Regions from separate parts of the Triticum aestivum genome. Here region 1 is linked to region 2. A link is a contact called in public HiCAR-type data. All regions are on one chromosome and are shown on one strand. The core of a region is the stretch at or near the end of the contact, and the rest is flanking DNA. Distances in the headings are between cores, read along the strand shown. Region 1 holds the start of LOC123117500 (zinc finger protein ZAT5). Region 2 holds the start of LOC123117493 (zinc finger protein ZAT7).

Region 1 (5,467 bases), core at 317-2,816, 110 kb after region 2:
TCTTTTTCCTATGCCAAGAATCTGATTTGTCAATAAAAAAGGCCAATAGAACAATCGAGATTCTATAGAGTGGAGCCTGACTAGTATGATTTGTCAAAAAGAAAATAAATGTCGAGAATGCATTTCCCTTGCTATTATACATTTCCTGACGTGCAAAACACGTTACATATGTGTTAGAGCACACACCAAAGAAGTCTGAAGTCAGAAAGATTTGACGCAACAGGAAATCTTTCCACATACGTACTCCTTCCGCTATTGAATCCGTGTAATAGTTATGGTCAAAGTCAAATTTTATAAATTTTAACAAAATTTATAAACAAAAATATTAACATATACAATAACAAATCAATACCATTAGATTTATTATTAAATATACTTATCGAAAAATGCTTTCATCCCGCTTTATATATAAAGCAATGATCAACCACAGCCCAAGTACAAACGCTTCCCACGACAACACACGCACACACCCAAGGCGAGATACATAGGCGCTGAGCGCAATAACAGCATCCCTAACACTACAAAATCAATCGGGGTCCTCCACCGTGAACATGCCACCGTGAAGAGATGAAGTTGCATATCACGGACCGTGTGCTCCAAGGTTCCGACGCTAACGTGTTGCCACCGCCCGACCCGAGAATCATAGTTTTCCCTGGAGCAACACGATGATCGATGAGAGTCGGGACGACGCCTTCAAGAAGGGAACGCGCTACGCTGCCGCCGTCTGTCCGAAAATAGATCATGTTTTCACCCCGGCCAACACTCACCGTCACCGAATGACACACCCAGCTACCATGCCGCCCACACGGCGATGGTCACCGGACAGCACCAAGCCACGGGTTCTGCCCATGAGCACCGCGCTACCACCACCAGGGCCGCCGCCCCGGCATCCAAGACCTTGACACCATCTCACCCGAGTCCCGTCGCTACCCCAACCACAGAGACGACTGGAAAGGCCTCGCCTTTCACACCCCTGGGTAGCCCCCAGCGCCGAGACCCGATAGACCGGACAAACTTTATAGATTTCACATCATATAGATTTGTCATGGTAATTTTTTTTATAAACTAGGTCAAACTTTATGAAGTAATCTCAGTCAAACCTAGAGTAAATAAAAACGAAAGAAGTATAATAGCACGTTCCAGACCCTTCCAGTCCGCACGCTCACGCCGGCGCCGCCGTCCAACTCTAGAGTTTGGATTAAATTAATGGATCAATCGCCGATTCCGGCCACCGCCCTCGTGGCCAAGCAGCGGCGCGGCGCCACGCGCCTTGTGGCGTGACAGGTGACGCCACTCAGCACCACACGTTCGCCGCCGGTCGACCGCGCTACGTACGACGGAAAATATCCAATCGAGCTATCTGCAAAACTGATATAATATCGGAGCTCGATCATATCCGTCACGTCAAGAACGTCGCGGTGGCTTCCGACGATTCGTCCGCAGGCGCCAGACGCCGGCCGGCCCGCACCAACTTGGCTCACACGTAAGCTCCCCCGGCAGCAACACGCACGCCACCGTCTCCTACCCACACAACCTATATATCACAAGCTATATATAACAGCGGCCGCCCATGAGAGCATCCATCCATTCTTCCTACTTGTACCAAGTTCTCACTTTTCACAGACCAACAGCACAACAGAGCATCGACCGAATTCCACGCGCGAGATTATTCAGATAAGCAGCGAATCCATGGGAGTGGGCATGAAGCGCGCGAGGGAGGAGGAGCGGGTTGTGTCGCTGGCGCTGTCGCTCAGCACAGACTCCTCGGCGACGTCCACCACGACGTCGGACAGCTCGACCGGTGCGCCGGCGATGGTCCCCAGGAAGAGGGCGCGGCGGGGGAGAGCTGTGGCCACGTCCGGGGAGGGGGAGTTTGTGTGCAAGACTTGCGGGCGTGCCTTCGAGACGTTCCAGGCGCTGGGCGGGCACCGGACCAGCCACCTCCGCGGCCGCCATGGGCTGGAGCTCGGCGTCGGCGTCGCCAGGGCCATCAAGCAGCGGAAGCGGCAGGAGGACAAGCAGCACGACTGCCACATCTGCGGGCTGGGCTTCGAGACGGGCCAGGCGCTGGGCGGGCACATGCGGCGGCACCGCGAGGAGATGTCACTCAGCGGCGCCATGGACCGGTGGGTCGCGCTGTCGGATCAAGAGGCTGGGCACCAGCACGCCGCCGTGGACCGGCCGCCAGTCTTGCTCGAGCTTTTTGTCTAGTTAGCTAGCTGGATCTTTGTGCAGCTCTGCTTGTTAGTAGTTCAGGACTTATTTCGCAGAAAAAAAAATCATGACTTGTACATATCTTCAGAATGAGATTGGCTCATCGCTCGAGCGGTTCGTTTTCTTAACAGATACTGTACATAGCTAAGACAAATTCTTTTGTTGTAAATGTGATTGACAGAATCTTGTTCTCACACTGCTGTTCACCCCATTTTGTATTTTATTTTTGCGGGGCCATTTTGTATATGATCACAAGTCCAATTCGGAGCCTAAGTTTGTAAAATTTTGCAATATAAAGCTACCTTCACAACTTCGTCGAAACGTTAACAGTATAGTGGTGTCCGAAATATCAAGTGGTTTGAGATCTAGAAACCGCGATCCACTACCTGTGTTTTTATTTGTGTTCCGCCTGTTCGGAAACAGCTACCATAAGTCTACATCCCGACAGAGTGACCCATCGAGAGATATGAGCACACTATTGACAAATGTCGACATTTGTGCAAGTGGAGAAGGAAATGAGAATCGAGAAGATGCTATAAATATCTACTATGCTATAGTCACTTCTGAATATCGATTCATGTTTATCTAATACTCACCACACCCAAAAGCAGACATAGCTAAACGTAAGGCATGACGGTGGGTGCTTTGAAGATTAAGCAACTCTAACCGATCACAATACTTAACACCTAATAATTGACCAGTTTTGGGGGGTCTTGCAAAAATAATTAGACTATTGGGCGACCTTGTTTTAGTAGATCCTCAATAGACTCAACTCTCAAGAGAGTTACTTGTTGCTATTTCTCAACACTTCTGTGCATAAACCTCATTTCATCTTCGTTTTCAGATCATATTGATCTTAGCTTGTATGCTTCAACCAGACAAGAATAAGCAACATTTGAAATCCGTACTTTTGAAATTGGCACAAAACTTTATAACATTCCTACCCATTGCGAGGATTCACACATGTCCACGATGAGAAACAAGTATGTGTCTTTTGTTGCTCTTCTCCTTATCCTTTGGTGGCGAGTTGAGGAGAAACGAACAAGCCTCACATAACTTTATAACATTCATACCCATTGCGAGGGATTCACACACATGTACAGGATGAGAAACAAGTATGTGTCTTTTGTTGCTCTTCTCCTTATCCTTTGCTGGTGAGTTGGGGAAAAAGAACAAGCCTCACATAACTTTATAACATTTCTACTCATTGCGAGGGATTCACACATGTCCAGGATGAGAAACAAGTATGTGTCTTTTGTTGCTCTTCTCCTTATCCTTTGTTGGCGAGTTGGGGAAAAAACGAACAAGCCTCACATAACTTTATAACATTCCTACCCATTGCGAGGGATTCACACACATGTCCAGGATGAGAAACAAGTATGTGTCTTTTGTTGCTCTTCTCCTTATCGTTTGGTGGCGAGTTGGGGGAAAACGAACGAGCCTCACATAAGTTTATAACATTCCTAACCATTGCGAGGGATTCACACATGTCTAGGATGAGAAACAAGTATGTGTGTTTTGCTGCTCTTCTCCTTATCCTTTGGTGGTGAGTTGGGGGAAAACGAACAAGCCTCCTCAACTGGCATAGGGAATGCAAAAAAAAAAAAACTCAACGCCCCTTTCGTTGGACACCTTTCGCGTGTTAGATGCACCAGGGGTCGGAGCAGTGCGGTGGCTCCTCCCCAAAGTGCGAAAAACAACCATGGAGGGAGTCATGTCCACGCCAGAGGCAATCTTGTTGGAGCTCACATTGGCTGAGCTTGGGTCACATTGGGACCAGCCAACACACATAGAGGCGGCAGATGATGGGTTGACATGGAGCAATCATAGTGGCGCCGGTGGTGACGCGGGCGGTTGTTGGTTGCCTAGGTGTTTACGCTTTATTTTGTTGGAGAGTTCAAGTTTTGGGAGCTAGAAGAACGATTTTAGGGAGCTCCCAAAACCCTTTTGAGGTTAAACACTTGGAACAATACTGGAACGGTTTAATATTTTTTGACATTAGTACCTCGCTTTATTAAGTTGACAAGAGATTACAATCTGACTGGATAACCCTAGTCAGGAATCCAGGAAGTACATCAAAGCAAGTAAATGTAGAAATGCTAAGAGCTTCTCGTGCGCATAGGTGCGCCGCACAATTTGCTTCTCGTCGAATCCATAGAAGCTTGAAACCCTGGAAAGTATCGGCTAAATTGTTCATCTCTCTCAACATATGTGCACCATTTACCCTTATAGTACCGGGTTTGTGCCATAGATCAACTAGATCAGAGCAATCCATCTGCATAATTACATGACTTTCTCCTCTTCTGCTCGCTCGCTGCTTCATGGCCCTCGCGGCAACCGGCAAGCATATACTCCCTCTGTACCGAAATACTTGTCGCTCGAGTAGCTGAACTGGGAGTAGTTCGCTTATGAAGGGGGCCTCAATACCCATTGTGTTGGTTTGCACCAGCTTACTAGAACGGTTTAATTAATCTACTTAAATTGCTCTTAGTAAACCCTTATCAACGCATTAAAAAAAGGAAGGCTAGTGTGGGATGCCCTCATGTGAAAAAAATATATATAAAACAGAGGCGTACAGTACGTTCTAACACGTCGAATGCTACGTGCGTACACAGAGAACAGGCAGCACACGCTTTGTCTGCATCAATCGATCGTGCAGCCGACGTATGTCGATTACTGGCACACGGCCGAGGCAGACCGTTGAGAATGCTGTTGCTTCTCGGCAAGTTGGGTCGGAATCGACGACGCGTTTTTAGCACGTAAACCGAGGCAGAAATCATCTGAACTGACGACAGATGCAGTGTGTACGTACGTCAATGGGCAACGAATTTCTTACTAGTACCACACATGTCTTTGTTTTATAATTAGTACCATACCTGATCCTCAAAAGAAAAGTACCATACGTGTCATGTCAAACCTTAATTACATGCACACGAAACACGCTCGCGCACACGTGCACGCACCACGTTCCTGGATGTTTACAAGAATGAACGCACAATGTATTTTGAGCGAGCACGTGGCGCACGGGGAAAATTCTGCAAGACGTACAAGTAAACAAGCCCACGACCAAGCCTCTGTATCCATACCCGGCCTGGAGTAGACGACCGACCGACCGACCAGAAAAAGGTAGCCGAATCAGGTAAGGTTGGACCGTTTATACATACAGTATACTAGTCTGGTTCGCGATGCCCATTCTCGTTCGTCCGGCCGGAGACCACGTCTCCTGGGTGGGACTTGACCCGGCGCACATACG
Region 2 (4,937 bases), core at 57-2,556:
CACTCTAGAGCGTCGGAGGCAGATCACGGAGGAGATCCAGGCGAGGCGCGCCGCCTGCATCGCTGTCGGGCTGACTTCGGACTCGCCGGAGCCGGAGGAGGAGGAGGAGCAACAGCCGGACGAGGAGGAGGGAGAGCAACTGCCAGAGCCGATGAAGGTGGTGGATTCGTAGGAGGACGAGGCGAAGCAGCCTGCTCGGGAGTCAGCATGGAGGAGGCGGAGGCTGAGTTCACGTCGCCCAAGACGCGAAGATGATGGAACTGCAGACCATCCCGGAGTCCATCCATGATGAGGCCTATGTGAATGTGGTGTGTTTGTGTCGAATATTTTGTACTAGTTGGGTTACGCTTGAACTTGGTGTTGTAGTGTGGGTAGGATACTTGTAGTGTCGGAGCCGGACACGTTGTACCCTTGGCCTCTTATATATGAGGAGGCACCCCACGTTGTAACCCATGATGACTAGATAGCGACAGGCTCGCAAGGGGTGCTGGCGGCTTGTGCCGGCGCCTGGGTGGCCGGTGTTGCGGTATCTCGGGGAGGAGCGTCCGTAGTCATTGCCCCGGGGAGTAGGCGAGTTCGCCGAACCTCGTTAACAAATCCCGGTGTCGTCATTGTCTGTGATTGCTTGTTCCTCGGATGATCGACCGCGTACCTCGGATTTATTCTAACAGAAGGCTAACCGGGAGTTTCTCCGTAAGGAGCGGGCGGTGTCCAATGCGCTCTTTGCTAAACTTGACGCAGAGATAGAGGAAGAGCCCGGGGCGGAGCAGCAGGAGGAGCCGGAGCTGCAGCTGCCGTCCATGTACCCGGAGCTGGGCATGGATATAGTCGACGTTTGTGACGAGAAGTAGCTAGGTAATCTACGTCGTAAGTAGGTTTTTGGTTTGCATGCTTCTGTATGGAATTAAGATTTAGTATAAGGTGTTCGGATGTAGTTGTGGTAATTTAAGAAGTGTCTGATCATTGCCACGGACGTGTCCAAACATGTCCGTAAACGTTTTAGGGGTCATATTTATCATATGTGGTTGTAGATGGTCTTGTGTCCACATGCACGTAACCGCGTGACGGGCTACCTGGGAGCAAGCTAAGCAATTACTCAAGCTGACGTGAGCAGAGGAGAAGGTTCTATCTTTCCAGACCTGCGCTATAGCCAGGTCGCCGCCGATCGCGACGGGCTCCAAGTCGTCGTCGAGCCAGACGGGGGTCCGTCCACAAGCGATGTACCTGGTAGCTACTAGTACCAGCCAGTCCCCACCGCTAGCACTATAAAAGGCTAACCCTGCACGATCCGAGCCACATCCACAGCCAATTCCGAGCTCTTCCGAGTGACTGCATCCATCTCTCGTCTCCCTCTCCCACTCCATCGTTCCGCAAAGAACTACGAACTCTTGTTGAGCAAATATCCGACTAGCCACGACATGGTTTCGTCAATGAAGCATCACAGAGATGAGGCCGGCGCTTCCTCGTCCCTCTCCCTCTCGCTGGCCCTCGGCGCCGTGGCCGACCGAAGCAAGAAGATGCGCCGCGGCGGCGTGGACGGCGAGTTCGTGTGCAAGACGTGCGGCCGCTCGTTTCCGTCATTCCAGGCTCTGGGCGGGCACCGGACAAGCCACCTGCGCGGCCGCCACGGGCTCGCGCTCGGCCTCGCTGCCGGGTCCGATAAGCCGGCGACCAAGAAGACCACGGACCAGAAGCAGGCGCACCAGTGCCACATCTGCGGGCTCGAGTTCGAGATGGGGCAGGCGCTTGGCGGCCACATGCGCCGGCACCGTGACGAGGCGGTCGCCACCACGGCGCAGGCACCCCCCGTTCTGCTCCAGCTCTTCGTCTAGCTAGCTCCATTGGTTTCTTTCTAGTCGTAGGTTTACTGGTTCACCTGTGTGCACGATTGGATTTGTACATTTGCTGCACACTAGTAAGTGTTGATCGCTGGTTCATTCGTCCATATTGACGAACACGTACATATTTCGGGACTTGTCCATTCGTTCACTTTGACGTACATGTACATATTTCCTGACTTGTTCATTCGTTCATTACAGAGACTATATATATGTTACGTTGATTCGTTTGTTATTTTGTTCCAACTGAGTCGCCTACGAGTCGAGTCGATCAACCCTGATAAATAACCCCGCGAGGACGAATTCCATGTGCAATACTTTCCTTTGAAAGAGGGTCTTTGACTCAGTCGTCGAACAACTCACATGCTACCATCTCCAACTGTCTGCACAGAAAAGCAAAATACACTTGGGCCTCCAAGTCATGAAGTAGTGGCAACAACATTTCATCAAATGTTTAGACTTTGGAATAACATGCAAACGTCCAAAAACTCTAATTATATATATTATAAACAAACAAATGTGACAATACACCATAACCCGCATAAATTTTGTATCCCCACCTAGATTTGGCCTTAAGTCGCGCGCTCAACACAACCAACCAGTTTTACGTCAAAAAAATTGGTAGAAGTATATACTTGTTCGTGGAGGGAGATGGAAAGCCACATAGACCATCGACCGGTGCGGCTTAGGAGCTGCACGTTTTGGTTGGACTTTCTTTCTTGTTTAAAAAAATATAAATGCATTTATAGGAATGACGCATCTATAGAAGAAATAATTGTGTATACATACACGAGTTATAACTATTCTAGAGTGCATAACCCCAAGTCATGCGGGGAAGGGAATCCGGCATGGATAAGGAAGGAATCGCGTGGAATCACCAGGGATGTATGCTAGCCCTCTCGATGTAACTAATGCTCGATGTGCTAGAAGTAATGACAGGTAACAATGCGTTGAATCATCAGCAGAAAAAGACACTAGTGTATACCACGAAGAGAACAAGAGTGAGCAGAGAGTAGGCGACAATTGCTCTTCGGGTGGGTACGTGATTTGAACCTAGGTTCCGATTATGGATAACTAACTGATTACGTATGTGGAACATGGAAAGGTTGTATGAAGTGCGCTAAGTTTGTTATGAGTTGGTAGGGGCGGACACGGGAAAGAAAATGACCTGAATGTGCTACCCAAATTATCCGTTCTAGCATTTCTGAGAGAGGGGGACAATAGAAAAAATGTATCACGCAAAAAAAACGATGTACACAGCCTCTTTCATAAATAAGGAAGGTCATCAATTAAAATTTAGGGACATTCTCATTCACTTTACCAAATACAAGTATTGCGAAAATAATAAGGAAATAGATCAATCAGAACAAGCAAGAGCCAACATCACTCCATATGTCACGGCAAGTTACCAAACTTTTTTCTCCGGTATACTAGGTTGAGTACATACCACTAGCATAGACACTAAACAAATCTGAAGGACTATCAAAGATCTTTTCATGGACGATAGAACGTTCTAGGCCCCTCCGGTCCACACTCTCATGCTTGTGCCACCCTCCAACTTTTGTTTTTGTAAAAAAAGTGCCACCCTCGAACTCAAGAGCCCGGACTATTTTATCCGTTCCGTTAATGGAGTAATTGTCGAATTCCATTACATTCATAGTAAAGAAGATTGTCACTGAAAATCAATCATAATGTTATCAAGTTCTCATTCGCTTCAGGAAATATTATGCCCAGTGAAGTGGCAGTGTCTCAGTCAGTGCAGACGGATAACTCCCATCAGAAAAAAAAGGTCGGTATCAACAGATCACCTAACCATTTTTCTTCCGTAAAAAGAGGTACTCCCTTTGATCTGAATTAACTATCACTGTATAGTGGTTGCGACAATTAATTCAGATCGGAGAGAGTACCAAACTTTTCTGTAGGAGATCAAAACGTACCAAACACTTTTTTCTTTCTGTGAATTCAAAAGGTACCAAACTTGTATACGAAGACCAGCGTGGCGGTCGTACGTGGCGTGACCTTAAAACGTGTGGCGTAGAAAAATCTGAATGATGTTGTACGATCCAAATATCCTTTCGGACTCTAGAACGTTCTAGACCCTTCCGGTGTCACACTCACGCGCCGTCCAACTCCAGAGCCAAGCAGAGGCGCGCCGCGACGCGCCTTGTGGCGTGACAGGTGACGCCACTCGGCACCACACGTTCCCCTCCGGTCGGCCCGCGCTACGTACGACCACAAATATCCCATCGAGCTCGATCCCATCCGTCACGTCTCGAAGGTCGCGGTGGCATCCAGCGATTGGTCCACACAAGCACAAACGTAAGCTCCGCCCGCAGCAACACGCACTCCACTCCACCACCTACTGCGCACACGACCTATATATAACTGCTTCCCACAGACCATCAACACAAAAGAGCATCCATCGAAATCCACACGCGGCTCCAGCAGATCATTTACACGAGCAGCAAATCCATCCATGGGGGCGGGAATGAGGCGCGCGAGGGAGAAGGAGGTATTGTTGCTCGCGCTTTCGCTGAGCACGGACTCCTCGACGTCGTCTTCCACGACGTCGGCCGACTCGGCCAGTGCGCCGGCCATGAAAAGGACGCGGCGGGGAAGAGTGGTGGCGACGTCGGGAGAAGGGGAGTTCGTGTGCAGGACGTGCGGCCGCGCCTTCACGACGTTCCAGGCGCTCGGGGGCCACCGGACCAGCCACCTCCGGGGGCGCCACGGGCTGGAGCTCGGCGTCGGTGTCGCCAGGGCCATCAAGAAGCGGTAGCGGCAGGAGGACAAGCAGCAGCACGATTGCAACATCTGTGGGCTGGGCTTCGAGACGGGGCAGGCGCTCGGCGGCCACATGCGTCGGCTCCGCGAGGATATGGCGCTCAGCGGCGCCATCCACCGGTGGGTCGCTCTGTCGGATCAGGAGGCGACGCACCAGGCCGCCTTCGACCGGCCGCCGGTCTTGCTCCAGCTATTCGTGTAGACTCTTTAGAATCAGATAGGATCAGTGTTCGATCTTGTACAGACTGCATTTTTGGTGGTTAGCGTTTCTGTTCTTGCTGGATAATCTGCTTTGGATCGGTCCTTTTTTTAACC

Evidence for each region. HiCAR-type assays count read pairs that join an accessible place to other places.
Region 1: a HiCAR-type map of leaf shows a contact between it and region 2, with 5 times the contacts expected there. The contact joins the promoter of LOC123117500 here to the promoter of LOC123117493 in region 2. A contact is called at or near these places in 1 of 5 Hi-C or Micro-C datasets (leaf) and 1 of 1 datasets of contacts at active chromatin or transcription factors (leaf).

The regions. Positions count from the first base shown.
Region 1 is chr5B:660,483,154-660,488,620 of IWGSC CS RefSeq v2.1, forward strand. It overlaps LOC123117500 (zinc finger protein ZAT5), which reads left to right and starts at 1,567. Exons shown (of 1, transcript XM_044538241.1): 1 at 1,567-2,421. The coding sequence starts at 1,690. The coding sequence ends at 2,211.
Region 2 is chr5B:660,376,457-660,381,393 of IWGSC CS RefSeq v2.1, forward strand. LOC123117493 (zinc finger protein ZAT7) reads left to right here and starts at 1,307. Exons shown (of 1, transcript XM_044538237.1): 1 at 1,307-2,073. The coding sequence starts at 1,419. The coding sequence ends at 1,832. It also overlaps the pseudogene LOC123117494.